Regions from separate parts of the Gadus morhua genome. Here region 2 is linked to region 1. Evidence: chromatin contacts called from public Hi-C data. All regions are on one chromosome and are shown on one strand. The core of a region is the stretch at or near the end of the contact, and the rest is flanking DNA. Distances in the headings are between cores, read along the strand shown.

What was found. Hi-C and Micro-C count contacts between places; a contact is called where the count stands out from the background.
Region 2: a Hi-C map of gonad shows a contact between it and region 1, with 5 times the contacts expected there. The contact joins the promoter of ccdc88b here to the promoter of macrod1 in region 1. A contact is called at or near these places in 5 of 6 Hi-C or Micro-C datasets (blood, gill, gonad and 2 more).

The regions. Positions count from the first base shown.
Region 1 is chr10:6,724,290-6,730,646 of gadMor3.0, reverse strand. It overlaps macrod1 (mono-ADP ribosylhydrolase 1), which reads right to left and starts at 3,603. Exons shown (of 9, transcript XM_030368418.1): 1 at 2,887-3,603; 2 at 2,572-2,682. The coding sequence starts at 3,379. It overlaps fermt3b (FERM domain containing kindlin 3b), which reads left to right and starts at 4,197. Exons shown (of 15, transcript XM_030368415.1): 1 at 4,197-4,440. LOC115552372 (a long non-coding RNA gene) reads right to left here and starts at 2,518. Exons shown (of 2, transcript XR_003978307.1): 1 at 230-2,518; 2 at 1-22.
Region 2 is chr10:6,904,492-6,910,848 of gadMor3.0, reverse strand. ccdc88b (coiled-coil domain containing 88B) reads left to right here and starts at 3,088. Exons shown (of 28, transcript XM_030368402.1): 1 at 3,088-3,338; 2 at 4,471-4,619; 3 at 5,347-5,455. The coding sequence starts at 3,282. It overlaps rom1b (retinal outer segment membrane protein 1b), which reads left to right. Exons shown (of 5, transcript XM_030368403.1): 5 at 724-1,020. The coding sequence ends at 951.

The DNA of each region.
Region 1 (6,357 bases), core at 2,354-4,853:
CAACACAGGAAGCTGATACTGTCTAAGAAAGAAAGAGAACAACATTAGCAAAGCAAAGTAAAAATGATGCCTTGAGTAGCCTATACAGCATTACACAGGATTTCAAGCTAACGTAGCGTAGCCTATGATCTGCCAATAAGATCGGCTACTTTCGGATAACTACATTGTCACGTTCCCCGGGACTCAAAATTATTGTAGCCAATGTGTTAGTAAAAAAACTAACACTTACTCTATAATCAGGCGTCTGTTTCTCCCGGCGGGCTTTGGCTGGCGTTTCCAGTTCACTTTCTGGGTCCGGAAATATGTATCCAATACCCAACTGTTCTGATGAGGCGTGAAGCCTGGGTGAGAGGTTACACACATGGCCCCATCCTCGCCAGATTCAGCCATTTATTCTAGAAGAAACTGGCATCGCTGAAATTCGCTGCAGCACAGGGACTCTGTGTTGTGTCTATAGGCGAACAGAGCAAACCGGCGCGCTCCGGCTCCTCGTCCTCGGCAACAGGCAAGTTTTATTCAGCTGCAGCCGCAGCAGCCTCCTCCTCTATTCGTGTCAATTCTTCCTGGCTGTATTCTGGCTCGTACTAATAGCCCTGAATGTCCAAATCCAACAATAGATTTCAAAATTCAATTTGGCTGTTTCACATTGCAAATTTGTTCTCGCGGGAAAGAAACATGACGGACATTGTGTTTACATCTCATACGCAAGCTCCCCCCCCCCCCCCCCTCATTCCTTGTTGGTGGGCTCACAAATTTGCGGAACCAGTGGCTTGTAGTCCTCGGCTCTTCTAGCAGGCAAGCAAAGTTCTCCCGTGATGACGTCAAACGCGTCATTTGACCTCATCTCGGGAGAAAATTAGATCAGGAAAGCTGGGCCATGGGAAGACTGGGTAAGACTGGCAAAAAATATTTTTTATATTACAATAGCGATTTTAGAATGATAGAACGCCGGTTTTGAATGGGTGAAGTATCCCTTTAAGAGTATGTTTTTAATGCTTCTTACCACATACATTTACAAGGTAAATCTTTGAGATGTCAACACTGAATAACAGTTGATAATGATACTGATGCAGCAGGTGTTTGTCCTTGTGCTTCAAAAGTAAAAACAGCATCTTCCCTGTCAGCCATTTTGCGTAGTGAGCCTGACCAATATATCGGATGGCAATAATGTCTGCCGATGTTGGCCGGCAGTGTCCTCAGTTGGCTGCGCAGAGTAGGAAGCGGGCAGTTTTACTAACAGTTCCTTCTGTGGAATTCAGGGGTAGTTCCAAACTAGCTCATGCAATAAAATGCTGGAAACGTAACAAACTTGGGCCCTATGTATTGTATTATATTTATATGTATAAGCCTTGACAGCAGATTCTTTTTTTTTCACTTTATTTCTTTCTCTATTGAGCGCAAAATAAGCACGGTCTGGGGTTTCTTCTTGGAGCACCAGAGTGGTTAAGTCCCCGGCAGGCGTTCATTCAGTGTTGCGGTTGCAGTATGTTGTTATCTGCCATTTGTGTTGTCAGCCTATAGTTAAATAAGTCAGGAACCAGTGTATTTATTTTCTAGGGTTTTGGGTAACCGAAGAAAAGATTGGTAGACTCAAATCTGACCAACTCTACCATTAGATTGGTTGATGGGGAAGTAAAAGATCTGTGCACGTTATCTCTAGATTAACTTAATCTGCATTATCTCTACTCTTCCAACATATCGTGAAGTGCTGTGAAGTCATTTTGTCTCACATCCTCTCTCGGTGTGAGTCCCACTCGGTTACAGCAGAGCTTCGACGTGTGGTGCGTCGCACCAGGCGAGACACAGAGCGCCGCGCTGGACAGCGTTGCGTAGTTGAAAGACAACACGTCGGGAGATTAGACACTAGGTTTATTCTGTTTTTAATACAATGGATCCAAACAGATGCCGCAGTGATGCGGGCCAAGGTGCCAATTCTGATATGGTCACATGCAAGCTATGGAGCGTTAAACACGAATGTTGATGTAGCATTGCAGGCAAAATTAAAGAAATAACTAAGGCCTAAAGCTTTTAAATTATATGACTGCAGACTTTGTTTCTGTCCTTTTTTAAATCCTGCCAAAACGATGACCTCTGTGACATCTTTCATTCATTTGGAAAACAGTAAATGTTCATTGAGTTATGACTAGCAGTCATCTTTAAGATCGGGGGGTTAAAGCTGTGAAAGCTGGGTGTTTTGACCTGTCTTATAGAGTCTATTAAACCATATGATTATCAAGTCAAAAATGTCGGAGCCTTGAATATTATTTTCTGAATAAATAATGCTATTCTGACACAATATAGCCTATCACTAAAAATAAAATACATCCGTCTGAATTCATCCCTTAAAATAAAAAATAGTGGATTAAGAACAAGGGGAATTTGGTTGAACATGTGCATATCAACCTAACTATTAAAATCGGTATCGTATCGGTGAACCCAATATCGGCAGGATCTCAGTACACATGATTACCAAAATAACACATTTCATATAGAAGTAGTCGATTTTGTGTCCGACCCCCCCCCCCCCCCCCCCCCCTCCCACCCGGCTGTGTGCAGTGAAGCCATGCTGACCTGAAGAGGGGCCTGGAGAGGGACTCCACACAGGGACCTGGTCCAGGGACGTATAGCAACGGGTCCTGTAGAACCGCCGCCTCTCATCCAGCGGCAAGGACAGCATCCGGTCTAAGGAAGAGAAGATTGAGAGAGAAAGAGAGATGATGAATCATACGTCGTATATGGAAAGTGGTGCCCCCTTAAAGTTTACACGTTCAGTTTAGTGTGATTGCCGTAATTACCCCCGGGGAGTTTCCACTATGTATGTTACCTAATTTGGGGTTCTCTAGTCTAGAGGACATTGTTTATAGTGCAGCTTTAGTTTCGTCTCACCCTTGGTCTCCTTCCAGTCTGCCTCAGCGGACTCAAGGTTAACCTTCAGAGATTCTGTCCCTTCGGCCATGGTGACCCGGGCACTGGTGTGGACACATACGGCCGCAGTGGTGGCGAACCCGAGTGCGCCGAGGACAACTTTACGAAGCAAAACTCCCCTCTCACGGGAACGGGTGAACCCGTCCTTCTGCAACGTGGTTGTTGTTGACAACTTGTTCCATCGGGTCGCAGTGCTTGACTGTTTGGCGAACATTTGACTTCCACAGTTGCACTCAGCTGATACATTCCTCCTCACCGATCCAAACAGGAGAGTGAGGGGTCGTTTTGGACGGAAACCTGCAGTACTTGAAATGTTTTTGACATGCATGAAGTCAAGTCGATTACCTGACAGACGACCCGCTGAGGATAGGATTCTGATACGTGGAAGGAGGATGGATGTTTTAAATGTCATGTTGCATGGGGTAAATAATAGGCCTACAATAATGCGTGACATTGACCACTGCCTTCATGCAGTGACTGGGTTTCGTTTTTGATTCTTAATGTTCCACAATCAAACATTTGCTGTTTCTGTTTCGGGTGACGCTGGGAATGTACCGAAATTAGAGGGTTGAAGTAAAAAGCAATTTTTTATTCAAAAATATTTACATCAACCCTGCATTGTAGCTATTATTATTATGTTAATATGGTGTTTTGTGCGCAATAGCGGGCGGAAGAGGATATCCAACAGGAGCACCGACGCACCGACCCATATTTAGGCTGCTGCGTTTCACGTCTGTAAAAGAGATGGCCCAGGCTATGTCGCCATCTACCGAGTTGAAATGGAACATTCAAAATATACATCTGTTGAATTGTTTTACATTTTGCAAATCCTTTTTGTATAGTGTTCATTCAAAAGAGCATACATTTAAGACAATAAGTGGAATGCAGTTCAATAAAGAAAATCTGGGATGCACATAGGAAAGACATGAATAACACTATACAGTCATGAAAGGTGTAGAGCTACTACTGGCAACAGGATGATGATGATGCTTCAACACAGTTTACAACATTTGTGGTGAAAATGACACCTCCATTCTACTATTTGTTATATCAGAGAAATGGAAAGTGGAGCTCATATTAATAGCACTTTGTCCGTGATGAATGTGTGTGTGGCTTGTGTGTGCTAGTATGCATGGCCCTTTGACGAAGCCTCACGGATTATCACAAATGGCCACACTGCATCCGACTACACCCCCCACATTGGCACACAAGAAGTCACTTACAGCTCAGTCAAACTGTGAACACACATCTCGCTCGCACTTCCGCCCGCCGGAAATAGACAAAGAGGAACCTTTCTTTTTTTTACAGAACTGACACCGCAGGCACTTGCCTAACAGGAGTGACACCGACCTCAGGGCTCCCACACACAAGGGGAGAAAGAAGGCGAGCGCACAGCGGCAGAACAACACTTTAGTACGTTTACACCCGGTGACCTTCAGGGTAGAAGAGACAAGGCTCGTAGACTCCAGGGAAAGGGGCTTCCTATAGCATCATCACCGACGGAGGAGCTTGACGGTAAACCATTGTTTGTTTTTTGTTTGTTTGTTTGTGTGTGTGTGTGAGAGAGACCAAGAGAGAAATACTATCTAGAAGGAAGAGAGAGATGGGGGGGGAGGAGGGGGGAGGGTAGAAGAGCCAAAGGGGTGCGGTTGGAAAAAGTCGCCTGTACTGGATCCAGAACCAGTGATCTAGTCATGTCAGCATCAATTTCTACATCTCCGCTCCTAACACAGCTCCTCAGCCGGACGTAGAGAGACACACAGACAGGTGTGGAGAGAGAGAGAGAGACAGAGAGACAGAGAGATAGAAGATAGGCTAAGTAGGTTGGTGATGCTTGCAAAATGAACCACACAGAGGTCTTGCACATGTAGGATTGCGTGGTCTTACGTTTGCAGCTTGTTTCAAGCCCAGGCGAGGAGGGCGTTCATCGCTGTGTAGGTTTCAAAGAAGACATTCTGGTCTGGTAAGACGAATGTCTCATCTCATCATCTCATCTTCATCCGCTTATCCGGGGTCTGGTCGCGGGGGGAGCAGCTCAAGCAGGGGGCCCCAGACACCCCTTTCCCGGGCCACATTGACCAGCTCTGACGGGGGGATCCCGAGGCGTTCCCAGGCCAGTGTTGAGGTATAATCTCTCCACCTAGTCCTGGGTCTTCCCCGAGGTCTCCTCCCCACTGGACGTGCCTGAAACACCTCCAAAGGGAGGCGCCCAGTGGGCATCCTTACCAGATGCCCGAACCACCTCAGCGGACTCCTTTCTAAGTAAAGGAGCAGCGGCTCTAATCCGAGTTCCTCGCGGATGGTGGAGCTTCTCCCCCTATCCCTAAGGGAGACGCCAGCCACCCTTCTGAGAAAACTCATCTCGGCCGCTTGTACCCGCAATCTCATACTTTCGGTCATCACCCAACCCTCATGACCATAGGTGAGGATAGGAACGAAGATCGACCGGTGGATTGAGAGCTTTGCCTTGCGGCTCAGCTCTCTTTTCGTAACAACGGTGCGGTAAAGCGAACAAAATACCGCCCCCGCTGCTCAGATTCTCCGGCCAATCTCAAGCTCCATCGTACCCTCACTCGCGAACAAGACCCTGAGGTACTTGAACTCCTTCACTTGGGATAAGGACTCATTTCCTACCCGGAGTAAGCAATCCACCGGTTTCCTGCTAAGAGTCATGGCCTTAGATTTAGCGGTGCTGATCCTCATCCCAGCCGCTTCACACTCGGCCGCCAGCCGATCCAGTGAGTGCTGAAGGTCACAGGCGATGATCCAATGAGGACCACATCATCTGCAAAAAGCGGTGACGAGATCCTCAGACCAACTGCAACCCCTCCCCACCACGACTACGCCTCGATATCCTGTCCATGTATATCACAAACAGGATTGGTGACAAGGCGCAGCCCTGGCGGAGACCAGCACCCACTAAGAACGAAACTGACTGGCTGCCGAGGACGCGAACACAGCTCTCGCTTTGGGAGTACAGAGATCGGATGGCCCTCAGGAGAGACCCCCTTACCCCATACTCCCGCAGCACCTCCCACAATTTCTCCCGGGGGACCCGGTCATACGCCTTCTCCAGATCCACAAAACACATGTAGACCGTGTAGCATACAGGCCCCCTCCAGGATCCATGCGAGAGTGAAGAGCTGGTCCGTAGTTCCAAGTCCGGGGCGGAAACCGCATTGTTCCTCTTCAATCTGAGGTTCGACGATCGGCCAAACCCTCCTTTCCAGCACTTTGGAGTAGACTTTACCAGGGAAGCTGAGAAGTGTGATACCCCGGTAATTGGCACACACTCTCTGGTTCCCCTTTTTGAACAGGGATACCACCACCCCGGTTTGCCACTCCTTTGCCACTGTACCCGACTCCCACGCAATGTTGAATAGGCGTGTCAACCATGACAGCCCCTCAACACCCAGCGCCTTTAACATTTCT
Region 2 (6,357 bases), core at 1,839-4,338, 180 kb before region 1:
GCAATGTGTTTCTCTCAGGATAATTGCAGTTTCATGAAGTGTCATTTGAGGCAGTAGTCTGCGGGTTGTCAGAACTAATCCACTCTCCAACTCAACACGTCTCTAAAGTGTAAGCTGGTCTTCGGCACACGGCAGTGTTTGCGAGCAGTCTTTCAGGACTGACTTATCTCGTGGCAGAATGAAATTGCCCCAGAATTTCATCATCCTGTTTGATACCCATCTGGTAAGAGACATGAATAGTGTGGGTTCTGTGAAAACCAAGGACTTGGGCATAGCTCCTCGCTTTACACAGCACGGCTAATCTCACATTAATGTAGCGTAGCTTTAGAATTCTTCTGGAAAGCTGGAAATAATGGTACTTGAAATGAACACATTCAAGTACAAATTGGATTGAATGTGTTATGTTGGACCGTATCCATAATAACAACATAATAGATTCAAATTACAAACGGTGAAATGATCCGTGACAGATTTGCTAAAAGATTATCGCTTCACAGTGATGCTTGGCAATCTATTGAATTGAAGATGAATTGAACCTGAGCAACGGTTTAAATGATCTAAGAATGCGTCGGCGTGTGAACCAGCGCAGACTGGCTCCACCGGTTCAAACCGTACGCCCGGACCTCGTTCTCTGTGGCGTCGACCACAACAGAGTCAGACCCGTCCCTGGCCCCCGCCCCCTCATCCTGACATCAGCCGACCTCTGACCTTCGGGTTCCCCAGGTGTCGGTGATCGCCAGCATGCGGTACCTCCAGACGGCAGTGGAGGGGGCCATGGCGCTGGAGAACCCAGAGGAGGAGAGCGAGGGCTACCTGCTGGAGAAGGGCCTGAAGGACTCCCTGGTGGACCTGCGGGCGGCCGTGCTCGGCCTGCTGAAGATCGGCCCCGTGGGGCCCGACGCCGAGGGGGGGGCCGCCGACGAGGAGGCGGGCGAGAAGCCTGCCAACTGAGAAGAGGAGCCGAGAGAGAGAGAGTGAGAGAGAGAGAGAGAGAGGGAGAGAGAGAGGGAGAGAGACGGAGAGGGAGAGAGAGAGAGAGAGAGAGAGAGAGAGAGAGAGAGGGAGGGAGAGAGAGAGAGAGAGAGAGAGAGAGAGAGAGAGAGAGAGAGAGAGGGAGAGGGAGAGAGAGAGAGAGAGAGAGAGAGAGAGAGAGAGAGAGAGAGGGAGAGGGAGAGGGAGAGAGAGAGGGAGAGGGAGAGGGAGAGGGAGAGAGAGAGAGAGAGAGAGAGAGAGAGAGAGAACAGCGCGGCGTCCTAATCGGTGTGGCGGGAGTGATAAGAGGGGTGGGGGAGTTTATTTTTAGGGGGGGGGTTGCAGTGATTTAAACTTGGCAGGCGGTGGCGGGGAGGGGGCGTCGGGGTACAACATCTGTGGAGTCCGACGAGGTAGGCTGATTTATACCCGGCCGGAGCAGCATCTGTGCTCCACTGTGCGCCCTGCCGGCCCGTGGGGGGGGGGGGGGGGGGGTTCCGGGGGGGGGGCCCGTCGGGGGGGGGGGGGTTCGGGGGGGGGGGCCCGTCGGGGGGGGGGGGGGGGGGGGGGATATCGGGCTTTGCACAGCAACACGCTGGGTGTAGGAGCTTTTCTTTCTTTTTATCACGGAGCGTGTCAACATCAGTGATCTGCAGGAGAGGTGCGGCGCTCCTTTGTTTCGCCGTAGGGAGAGAGTAAAGCACAGGGGGGTAGGATTTGCATCTATTAAAAACAAGCCAACTCGAATTAATCCAATTGTGTCCGCCCACTAAGACATCATTGTCCGTGAAAGCCCCTTGTTTAAATCTGTTCGACTCACTGTTACATTATGTTCATGTGAGAGAAATCCACGCCCAGGGTATTTATCTGTAGCACAGCTAGAGTTACCGACTGAAATGTAATTGTTAGACGTCTGATAAGTTGTTAAACGTTGTTAAAAATATTAAAGGTAGATCTTTTTAACTGCTTTGTAGTGTTGGCTACATTTTGTACATGTTATGTTTGAATGGGGGCAGACTGGTGGATGACCCGCTGGTAGATTGGTCTAGAACCCCAGAGTGGCGTTCAGCAGGTACGACAGTGGGCCAGCGAGTGTCTGTATGCACTGAGTCTGAGTGTGTGTTTAGCAGTGTCCTACAAGGGTGTGACGAGATGAAGGTTGTCATCTTCCATCCTCTGGCAGCTCTATACCAATCTGATAATCCCACTGTGGATAATCTCAGAACTGCTGCACAAGCATTATCAGCACACACACACACACACACACACACACACACACACACACACACACACACACACACACACACACACACACACACACACACACACACACACACACACACATACACACAGTCACATGCACGCACAAATTTGGAAGGGTGTGCTCTGCAGTGCAAGAAACCCTGCTCACAGTTTGTAACAGTGTGCAAGTCAAGGAAACTGATTTTATTTCCACAGACAAACCAACTGTTGGTTCTGTCATATCCTAGAGGGGGCTGTTTCCGTTCCAGAATAATACCATATCTACAGAATTTCCATGCAAAGGTTTTTACTTATTTATTATTCTCTCAGAAGATTCATCAAATATTTAGAATATGTAAATGAAAGGTTAGGAATACTGGTGATTTGTAATTAAAATCCCAAGAACTCAACAGAAGACGGCTGTTGTTGGTTTTATTGTTTGGAGGGAAATGTGTAAATAAATAAACAAATAAAAACATTTATAAATGAATAAACAAACGAACGAATGAATAAATAAGGCCGCGTCTATCCATCAATCGACAGCCGCCTTGCATTTACCACCAGCAGAGTTCGCTGTTGTACAATACTTCATTAGTTCCTAGCGTTGAAATTAATTAAGCAGATATCTCGCGCATCTCGTTTGCCTTATCTAAATTAGAGCTGGTCATTGGCAGGAAATTAAACTTGAATCTGTCACACAAATTTAATTCGGATGGGTTCATTGTTTAACATAGGTGGTAATAAAACTCAATACTTTCCATGGTCCCCTCGTCCATCTTGAGGGTGCTGGGCTGAAACGCCGGGGTCTCTCTGATGTAGGACGTGGAGGAGGAGGTGGAGGAGGAGGACGGTGGTTCCACATACGTAACACGTGCGTGTTGAACACTCCGGTGCGGTTTTGCAATGTGCTGCAGAACTAGATGACTGACAGGAAGAAAGAGAAGTCACGCAGAGGGAGGGAGTGGTAGGGCCACCGACATGTCCTTATGAAACACTCATTCTCCTTCTGATTGTAGCCTTGAGCTGGCTATTGTTGTTTGATTAAGTGGTCCTTTGATCTCTCACCGATGGTGGCTAACATGGAGTTAATAGAGGAATTCCTGGAGAGTGCGTTGGCCAAATGGGTACGTGGTTTATAAATTACTCCTTTCAAACCGACATGAAGCGGATGGTCGATAAAGACTTTATTATTGGACGTTACCGTGAAATAGTTTAAAACAAGTAGTCTAGCCCTGCACACGAAACCAAGCACTTCTATCAAGTTGTTTCAGGTCTCATGGATATATATTCCATTTAAGAAGCAATGGGCTCTCGTTATTATGAACAGAGGCCAATCAAAAGTATCCCAGCACTAGGCCTATTGAAACACATCAGCGCATTACCATTACCAACAATATAAAACAACAAACAAACAAAAAGAAAGAAAATAGATACAAACTCTACGGTCTCTTTCTCTATTGTTCATATAGAAGAGCAAAGCAAACTTCTCCTTTTGACTGCTTCCTCTGACAGTTTCGCACCGCTGCATAGACTGCAGAGAATAACACTAATGACACACACGCCATTAGTGTCTCATCACACTCACCACGACACTGCAGTAATAACCACAAGGGTTTACATTGCACAGGCACGCACACACAAGCGCGCGTACGTACGTACACACACACACACACACACACACACACACACACACACACACACACACACACACACACACACACACACACACACACACACACACACACACACACACACACACACACACACACACACACACACACGCACACAGATACAATCTGGCTGATTAGGCCTCAGCTCCTCAGCAATATGTATGTATTCAGTTTAACTTACTGCCAATGCTTTTCGCTTATAGGTCATTTTATAGACAGTGCATTATTAAGAGGCGGCCCGGGTCCGGGATTGGGACTAAACCTCATTATTTTGTAGTGTGAACTGGCACAGTGAGCCGCAGCACAGGAAGACCTTGGCCGCCGTCCCGCTTGGCTCTTCTCTTCACTGTGAAGTGCTTCCCAGTGTGACAGCGCGGCGCCCACCTGTCCGAACAGGTGTCGCCCCGTGCCGTCTGAAGTAGCTTCCTGTCGGCCGACTATAGAATGCCACACTACAGGCGCGCACGAGCCATCGACGTTAGAATAAAACAACAATCCCGAGCGGACCATATCATATACCTCCGTCTATATTCCGAGCCTCCGCGTTGTCGCTTTGTCTGTTGTTGACGTGCGATCATGGGCCCAGGTGTTGCTGTTCCAGCCCATGGTGGACGGAGCGGGTAGACCGCCCCCCCACAGCCCGTACCCGGACGCAGACCCGCCCCCCCGGGGAACCGGGAGTTGGTATACGAGGCTGACCGACGGGGTCTTCCTCAACGAGGTCATGAGGTTGATGTAAGCATGACCAAGATTTTGGTTTCGCTTCGACTCTATTCCACACGAAACATGGCTGTAATCCAAGGAAGCATTGCACTCCGAGATGGTACCAAGACGCTTCGATTATTGTGTTTATCAAGTTTATTCAAAGGATACCTAATAAACCATCTCTTGACTCATGTAGTTATTATTATAAGGCCTATTATTATTATTGATGCACCCTCTACTCACATGCACTGGGAGATAAACCAAGGCTATACAAACAAGGACAAAGGAATACTTTTGAAAGTAAAACCATTTATCATTAAGACATTTTGAATTTATTCTATAGCATCTTTGTTTGAACAGTATAATTCAACAGTCTAATTATACTTTGGTAGGTCTGACAGAAATTTGAGTTCAATATTGTTTTAACATTATTGATACACAGGCAAGTTGAGCTGCAATACTAAGCCCATTTCCAGTGAGAGGCGTGCTTCTGTTAACTCATTATAAGGTTATATCTAAGTCTATAACCGCCAACGATGAAACATTAATCATTATTTATTATTCTCGACAAACTTCGCAACCTAATTTTGCTGGTGTTATGCTCAGGCTGATTAAAATTTGATCCCTACTCCGTGCACACAATTCACTGTTGCGTGAATTGTAATCTCTTGGCAAGGAACAGTATCTCTACCTAGCTGAGCTGTGTTCTCAGACACCCCAAGGAACCATATCTCTAACTTACTAGCTGTGTTTTCAGAGATCCCAACCCAAAGGTGGAGCAACTCTACCACCGCGATGCCGGAGGCCGCATGCTCCGACTGCAGAACTTCTCCATCCTGAACCGCCACCTCAGGGCCTTCTACCAGGTACACATATGCTAAAATCAACCTTTGAAATGGATTTTAAAGGAGGTTGAATTTACACTTTAAACATTTAAAAATAAATGAAAGGGCCTTTAGGTAGGATCTAAGAGCTGTAATTGGTTAGAAATGCCAAAGTCGTCAATCAGCTTTTTAAGTGAAATGCTCTGAAAGAATATCTGTTCTGAGTTGACAGTGCTTGCCTCTGTATCCAAGCATTCGATTTAAGGCCGGTCGCCATATTCATTTCTGATGCAGGATGGATTCAACAAAACCAATCAGGGAAGAGATGCCTGATTGGTTTAGATGAATCTATCCTGCCTGTCAATCACATGGCATGCTCTCTTTATAACTCTCAAATCATATCTACGGCAGCTCTAAGTGTTCAAAGGCCCCTTTCTGATCGGTCCTCCATGGTACGCCACAGAACAACAATCAACAACAATATGTATGTGCTATTAAGTGATATTAGCATTAGCATTCCCATTAGGCTTAGTGTTTTTCCCTGAATAGCTTATTCCCTCAAACCAGAGTGGGGATCCAGAGTGATTAACTTAAATCACGTTCTCCTTGGTGTAAAAAGTGTTTCCATTCAAATGCTCACAAAACACTCGGTAATCAGAGCGTCTCTGTTCCGATCCAGAGTTGGGATTCACTTAATCTGATTGCCTCTGTCGGCAACCATAGACACTCCTAAACCTGCCCTATATGCATTTTCTACTGCGGCTTTCCATCCAGGGATTCTGTCTCTATAAATGTTTTTATTATTTTTATTCAGACTTTTGTAATCTCAGAGACACTAACTGTCGTCTGGAATTGAAATCCTACAACTGAGGCTCAGACTAAAGCCACTTTAAGTTGTTAATGCGAAAACTTACAAAGTGCAGGTTTAATCATTTTTATTATTT